Linked DNA regions of Mus musculus: region 1 is linked to region 2. The links are chromatin contacts, called in public Hi-C maps. All regions are on one chromosome and are shown on one strand. The core of a region is the stretch at or near the end of the contact, and the rest is flanking DNA. Distances in the headings are between cores, read along the strand shown. Region 1 overlaps Rapgef5 (Rap guanine nucleotide exchange factor (GEF) 5). Region 2 has its middle 22 kb from the start of Gm31482.

The links. A called contact is a pair of places that touch in the nucleus more often than the background predicts.
Region 1: a Hi-C map of bone marrow-derived macrophages shows a contact between it and region 2, with 24 read pairs. The contact joins two enhancer-like sites. A contact is called at or near these places in 1 of 484 Hi-C or Micro-C datasets (bone marrow-derived macrophages) and 2 of 115 datasets of contacts at active chromatin or transcription factors (cardiomyocytes and pancreatic cancer cells).

What each region holds. Positions count from the first base shown.
Region 1 is chr12:117,637,736-117,641,543 of GRCm38.p6, reverse strand. The region is part of intron 7 of Rapgef5 (Rap guanine nucleotide exchange factor (GEF) 5); the gene reads right to left. Among named protein-coding and RNA genes, the nearest start is that of Rapgef5, 110 kb to the right of the region's middle. Within about 2 kb of position 1,668, at least 55 of the 459 cell types and tissues checked have an H3K27ac peak or open chromatin away from gene starts, as enhancers often do. A contact at or near this core is called in bone marrow-derived macrophages, where this site is marked.
Region 2 is chr12:117,442,087-117,446,073 of GRCm38.p6, reverse strand. No RefSeq gene overlaps it. Among named protein-coding and RNA genes, the nearest start is that of Gm31482, 22 kb to the left of the region's middle. Within about 2 kb of position 1,288, at least 19 of the 459 cell types and tissues checked have an H3K27ac peak or open chromatin away from gene starts, as enhancers often do. A contact at or near this core is called in bone marrow-derived macrophages, where this site is marked.

The DNA.
Region 1 (3,808 bases), core at 419-2,918, 200 kb before region 2:
AGGGGCCAGTGACACTTTCCCCATCCACATCCACATGTTAATTGGTGTTAACATTATGTAACGATGTGAGGAAACAGGACTCATCATGCATTGTTGGTTGGATGGCAAACTATAGGAACCACTTGGAGATTAGTGTGGAGAATTTTTAAAAATCCAAAAGCAGGTCTACTATATGCCTCAGCTACACCACTCCTGAGCGTATCCCCAGAGGACCTGATATCCTACTCTACAGCTCCACGCTCAGCCTTGTTCACTACTGCTCTATTCGAAATATCCAGGAAATGGAAACAACCCAGATGTCCCTCAGCTGAGAAATGGATAATGAAGATGTAGTACATAGACACAGTGGAATTCTATTCATCTTTCAGAAAAATGAAGTCATGATCTGTAAGTAAACAGAGAACTGGAAACAGTACATAAGTGACGTGACCCAGACCCAGAAAGACAGTGCTGCATCTCCTCGGGGACAAACTGCTGGCTTGCTCGTGTTCCTTCCTTCTTTCACGTTTGCCTTTTAATGTGTATGAGTGTTTTGTCTACATATATGTGTATGAGCCACATGCATGGCTGATATTCTTGGAGGTCAGAAGAGGGTGTCCTACCCCCTGGAACTGGAGTTATACATACTTGTGAGCCACAGTTGAGTGATGGGATCCAACCAATGCTCTCTATAAGAGCAGCCAGTGCTCTTAAGCACTGATCCATCTCCGCAGCCCCACAGAGCAATGTTTCTCTCCAATAACTTACTATAATAGATGTTAAGGCAAGTCTCCTAGTGACTCCACTAAAACTACTTAAACCCAAAGTTTAAATGATAGCCTCCTGTTTTTAAATTCTTATTTAATTTTTGTTTGAGGCAGGGTTGTGCCACATTCCCTTAGCTGGTCCAGTATTTCCTATGTAGCCCAGGCTGGCCCAGTACTTCCTATATAGCCCAGGCTGGCTCAGCACTTCCTATATAGCCCAGGCTGGCCCAGCACTTCCTATGTAGCCCAGGCTGGCCTCTGAATCAGAGCAGTGCTCCTGCTTCATCTCACTGATGCTGCAATTGCAGTGTCCTTCTCAATAACTTTGTAAAGGTAAAACCTATGCTCACAGGGAGCACCTGCACACAAGGGTAGTGCACCTGCACACAAGGGTAGTGAGCCTGCACACAAGGGTAGTGAGCCTGCACACAAGGGTAGTGAGCCTGCACACAAGGGTAGTGAGCCTGCACACAGGAGTAGTGAGTCTGCACACAGGGGTAGTACACATATAGCTGACATGCTTTTTTTAAAAATAAATTCACCCATGTCTTTTATCAAAGTGCTTACAAGTCAACAAAAACTTCTACAGATAGAAATTTAGGATTTCAAGTCACATGTGAATAGTCAGCAAAGATAATTCAGAAAAATAGAATACTGAGCACTTTGCAAAGATTTCTTATTTGGCATTTCCTTTTAGGAAGAAAACCCTTTTACAAAGAGTCTCACTGGACACTAAGGTTACATAGGAGCTGAGCAAGTGCTCACACCATCTGTATGGATGAGGAAATATCCAGGGAGGCCCCACCCTAGGCTGCAGGTATGACTGCCTTTATCTGTGGCCCAGCTACAAAGGCAGCAGTGCTGGCCAAACTGCTTCCTCATCAGCTGGTCCTTTCTTGGTGTTTTGTTTTCCTGAGACAGTCTGGCTTTAGCTCAGGCTATCCTCCTGCCTCTACTTCCTGGATTTATTAGCCAATGATACCACACATGACTGATGTTAACTCTGAATGGATTCCTTCCAATCTTGCCCTCTTCAGTGAAATAGGACAGAACGAGACAGAAAAACGAAAACTCAGAAAAAAAGGTTAAGATTAAAACACATTAGAACTGGTTATTTTTCACAGATGGGGGCACGATGTGCATGGAATGGAGTCAGGGTCCTTTGTTGTGCTCTGTGGGCTGTGGACATTAAAACGTTATAAAAACAGTGCATAGTTTCCAACCACAGGAGGCAGGACCTAGTTCCTCTTTATGTAAATAATGAGTTGTTGTTTTGTACCATCCTGCAGAGGGCTCATAATATTTTTTTAAGGAGGCCCTCTACAACAACACACCCTGCACATTCAGCAAGGAACTTTCTCTGTGTGAAGTGGCAGGGTGGCCAGCTGCAGCAACACACACATGTGTAGCCAGCGCATTGACACCCGCTTCCAAATGCTCAGATCCTTTCTTATCCAGAAAACAAGAGGAGCAGTCGCAGACCTTTACTGCATCAGTGACAGTGTTTATTCTAGTGTTGAAATTTGAAAATTGGAGGTCAGTATTTGCAGCCTGGTATCTCCACATGTCATAGTATTTCAGTCTGGATTCACCCTCCCCACCACACACTCACACACACACACACACACACACACACACACACACACACCCCTCAATGCTAGCCAGTGATCATCCATCACATGTCTAACTAATAGTTTTCTCTCTGGCCTGATCTGTTCAGCCTGTAACCCCCTTCCTGGGTCCTTTCATCATCCTGCAGGCCTGCCCTGGCCTCTCCTCTCCCTTTGCCTCCTTCTTCAGTGATCATATCTGCTCCTGCGGTTTCAATTTTCACCGCAATGTGGGTTATTCACCAATCTGGGTTTCTATCTGTCTTGCCCTGTGAGGCCCAGGCCCATGTTGCCAATCACACACTGAGTCCCTGCATTTTCACACAGCATGGCATCAGCTATGGACAGGCTCCTGTGGCAAGCCTCTGTTCTCGGGGGTGATCTACTTCATAAGGCATGAGGAGACTGAGATCTGAGTTACATGGACCTGCCTTTGCATTGCCCCCAACCTCTTCTTAGACCTCAGTGTGGCGATCTCGGTGAAGTCTGGGGGAGTGGAACTTTATGAGGTTGGACTGGGTGTGGGTTATTTAGGCTGTTACAGCATGCCTTTGAAGGATATAGCAGGACGTCAGTCTCTCCTTTCTTCTCCCTCCCAGTTCCTGGCCAGAAGTGAGCAATTTTCCTGTTTCATATACTTCCACCACGATGAACTACCGCCCCACAATCAATTGGCAATGGGGCCAATTGATCACGACTGAAACTTCAAAACCTATGGACTAAAATAAGCCCTTCGTCTTTCTAAGTTAATTTCAGTGATGGAAAGCTGACTGGCAAAGGCCAGAGGAACGCAGAGGTCATTTAACAGCATGGGAAGGAATATAAATGAAGTAAAATGCGTCCTTACAATAAACATGCTCCACCAGAGCTTTTGCTGCTTCCGGCACATGATGGCCTCTCAGTGTGGGAGCTTGGGCTAACTCTTCCCACATCCCACTGTAGGTTGCCTAGCCCATGGCGACAGGTTAATAACAATGCCTTTTTGTGGCAGCACCTTAGATATCTACTCAGCATCTATGCAGTAGGCAAGTGGGGAACTGAGTTTCAATTAATAAACAGGTACATATCACTTCTTGGAACTTATCATTTTTCTTGTTTTTTTTTTTAATCACCTAATTTAGTAGTTTTATCAAAACATTTAAAAGTATTTTCTTAAAAAATATTGAAGTGGTAAACTATACTTACATATGTAGTTTTCTGATACACTTGTTCTGACATGGTTACTGAGAGTTAAGTTATATACATGTAAAAAATCATGTCCAAAGTATGGAACATGCTGTGTGTGATTTGATTCCATAATGACCACTAATCGTCCCTATGCTGACAACTGTAGGCTGATGGAGCTGCCTCATGGGTCTCAATCAACACATTTCTATCCTTATGGATGGCATAAGTGCACAGCAGAGTTTGGAAATTTCTAGTGGATAAGACCTATCCTTGTCCAAAGCAGGT
Region 2 (3,987 bases), core at 39-2,538:
ATTAGGGTGCTCTGAGGAGTGGAAAAGCTGGAAAGCCTTGAGCCAGTGACTGGTGCTCAGCAGAAACTCAATGTATAATTTTCCTTAAACTAATGGGAATCTGGAATGAAAAAAGATTATCTATGTATGTATCTATGTATGTATCTATAAATCTATAATGTATCTATGTATGTATCTATATATCTATGTATATATATATGTATCTATGTATGCATGTATCTATATATCTATGTATCTATGTACATATGTATGCTTGTATCTATCTATATCTGTCTATGTATGTATCTATATATCTATGTATCTATGTATGTATATATGTATGCATGTATCTATCTATCTACCTACCTATGTATGTATATATGTATGTATGTATGTATGTAATGTGTGTATGTATGTATGTATGTATCTATCTATCTATCTATCTATCTATCTATCTATCTATCTATCTATCTATAGACGGGGTCTCACGAAAACATACTGTGTACCCAAACCAAGCCTTGAACTTGCTGGAGATGTTTTTTTTTTTTTTAAGATTTATTTATTATATGTGTATGAGTATGCTGTCACTGTCTTCAGACACACGAGAAGAGAGCATCAGATCTCCTTACAGATGGTTGTGAGCCACCAAGTGGTTTCTGTGAATTGAACACAGGACCTCTGGAAGAGCAGTTGGTGCTCTTATCTGCTGAGCCATCTCTCCAGCCCCACTTGCTGGAGAGTCTTAACCTTGCTAGGATTAAGACTTCCGGCTTCGTTTTCCAGAAAGCACCCAAGACTTATTTTTTACATTCCTTGATTTAAGGCAAATGTGTGAAGAACAATCCTGGATTTAAAGATGGCACAGGAAGAACTTTAACTCATTTAAGCCTGATCCTGGCTACCTCAGGCCTCCACAGTGGCCAAAACTCTACAATGTTCTGAAGCATCTTGAGCAGCATTTCACTTTCCCAGTTGACCTCTGTTGGTTGTCAAGTGTCAGGCCCACTGCCATGATATTTGGCAGGGGGCGGGGGGGGGGGGCAAAGTTCTGTCATCAACTGGTGTAAGAAAATTACTTCTGTCTGCAAATACTATTGAGTGTGGGATTCAATTGTCTAAAAGATGAGTTAGCACCATAACACATTCATGAGAGCAGATTTAGTATGGCAAGATGTGGTCCCTGCACTTTGTATTTTAGATAGTAATACTATCACATTAAAGAAAAGGCCACAGAAAAGCATGTGACAGTGACCACATCCACCCATTCTAAAGAAGAAGTAGAATGAGGTGTGGCTCATCTAAAGAACTTACAAATCACATGATGGGAACTTGGTGTCTTAAGAGTTTATTGCTGTGAAGAGACACCAAGACCACAGGAACTCATACAATGGAAAACACTTAGTTGGGGCTGGCGTATCATTTCAGAAGTTTATTTTATTAGCATCATGGCAAGATGCTTGATGGCACATAGGCAGATATGGTGCTGGAGAAGGACCATAGCTGGAGAAGGAACTGAGGGTTCTATATCTCGATCCACAGGCAGCAGGAAAAGACTGCATAGCTTGAGCTTAGGCGATGTGAAAGCCTGCTTCTATAGTGACACACTTTTTCCACCAAGACCACACCTACTCCATCAAGGCCACGCCTCCTAATAGTGTCACTCCTTATGGGCCAAGCTTTCAAACACATGAGTTTAGGAGGGCCATACTTATTCAAACCACCACATTTGGACATGTTCAAGGACCAAAGGTACTTACTAATTACCTGCATTAAGATGACAGAGTGTTGGTGGTGTGCAGCCACAGAAGTCACTTAGTACAATTAATGGTAAAGTGACTAGTGGCTTAGGGCCCAGAATGATGAATGGTGGTTTGCCGACTAGACCTTCAGCTTCAGACAAACATTTACAGAGAGGCTGCCGGGTGTTAGTTGCTTTGAGATGCATGATTTCATCTAAAGTTCAGAATTACTTTTATCATTATCTGCTTTTAACTGATGAGAATAAGAGGCATGGGGCATGGGGGCACTGGGTCAACATGTAACTGGCTGCAGGCAGATCCAGGACACCACCTTGGTTTTGTGGCTCTGAGTCCAAGGTTGATTTACATCACAGTTGTTCCCTTATGAAAGGCCAGGTGAGTATTTTATCACGGAGTCAGAACTTCCATCATCTATTATTCGGATGACCAAAGGAAGATACACAGGCTTAAGGGATACATTGTTATAAGTTACTCCATCAGCCACGGGCCATAGGATTGGAGGAGACATTTACTTAAGGGATACATTGTTATAGGTTACTCCATCAGCCACTGGCTGTAGGCTTGGAGGAGATACTTAGGTTGATATGGTCCCTGAATGGGGCCTCAGCATCAAGGGGATCTGGTGTCTGTCAAGTTAGGACTCAGGCTGTGCAAACATCCAACATGAGCTCAATCTGGATGATAGGAGGATTTCTGGTCATTAGATAAAAACCAGCATTCCTCAGGAACTTGTGAAACCAGTTCCCATCTGCCAGAAGAAGTCAGTTCCCTGACCTCTGGCCACAGGACACATGGCCCCTGTGTCTGCATGTAGAAGCCTATGTTGGCCTCCAGGCTTCCTCAGCATCACAAGACCGGTCACATATCTCAAAGCCTCCACCCTAACATGCTGGCTTCTTGCCTGGCCAGGCTTCTCTCCTTCCAGATACCTGTTCTCTGTATAAAGACCAGGCTCCCCCACCCCACCCACCCCTGCTCTCCTCACTGGGCTCCCTCTATTCTCTATCTCTGGTTACTCTCCCTTCTCTCACAGATAGCCCTGGGCATGCTGACTAGGCTGGCCGCATTCAGTCTACCTCTTTCTCTTCCTGCTCTCTCTGGACTCTTCCAGATGCCTCTGGCTGTTCTCTCTCCCTCTCCCTCTCCCTCTCCCTCTCCCTCTCCCTCTCCCTCTCCCTCTCCCTCTCCCTCTCCCTCTCCCTCTCCCTCTCCCTTTCCCTCTCCCTCTCCCTCTCCCTCTCCCTCTCCCTCTCCCTCTCCCTCTCCCTCTCCCTCTCCCTCTCCCTCTCCCTCCCCCCCCCTCTCTCTCTCTCTCTCTCTCTCTCTCTCTCTCTCTCTCTCTCTCGTATTTACAATAAAAGCCTTAGTCATATCAAGGAGCAGTCATGTCAGCAGTTTCTTTACTGTACTTTCTAACATACATGCTATTTCCCCATCTATCTGCTTCCCCAAGAAGAGAAGATTCCCAAAATGGGAAAACAAGGGGCTGCTGCCATTTATCCTTGGAAGCCTTTGCAATCTTAATTTTTTCATGCCTACTTTTTTTTAAAAAAAGATTTATTTATTATTATATGTAAGTACACTGTAGCTGTCTTCAGATGCACCAGAGGAAAGCATCAGATCTCATTACAGATGGTTGTGAGCCACCATGTAGTTGCTGGGATTTGAACTCAGGACCTTTGGAAAAGCAGTCAATGCTCTTAAACACTGAGCCATCTCTCCAGCTCCCATGCATACTTTTAATGATAAGTCTTAAACACTTTAACCTCCCTTCTAGCCCACCACCCACCAAAGGTAGTAGAAAAGAAAAGATATGGGGGAAGTAGACTTGTTTAGAAATGGTTCTTTGGAGCAGACCTCATCTTCGTTGTGAGGAAATCAGCAGTTCAGTTCACAGGTCGGCAGCTGCAGCTCGGTCCACTTGAAAACACTTCATGGATACACCAGCAGTCTAGTTTGGTAGTGTCAGGATAGCAGCAGCAGTGGCATGACCTAGCAGGAACAGCCAGGCCTCAGCCTCCGCATGAGTCAGCAGGAGAGACCAGGGACAATGGGAATGCCAGGAAAAGTTCTCAGCTGTGCCTCTCTCAGTGAAGCAGTGAAGATGCGGGACCAACAAGCATTGCACAGCTAACTCTAGAAGCAAGCAAGCCTAGTTCAGCCTCCATCACTGTCTGAGGAGTCCTATTTAAACTCCCTCCAAACATCACATCCTTCATGGGTCTTGCCTCAGCATGAGTCTTACCTC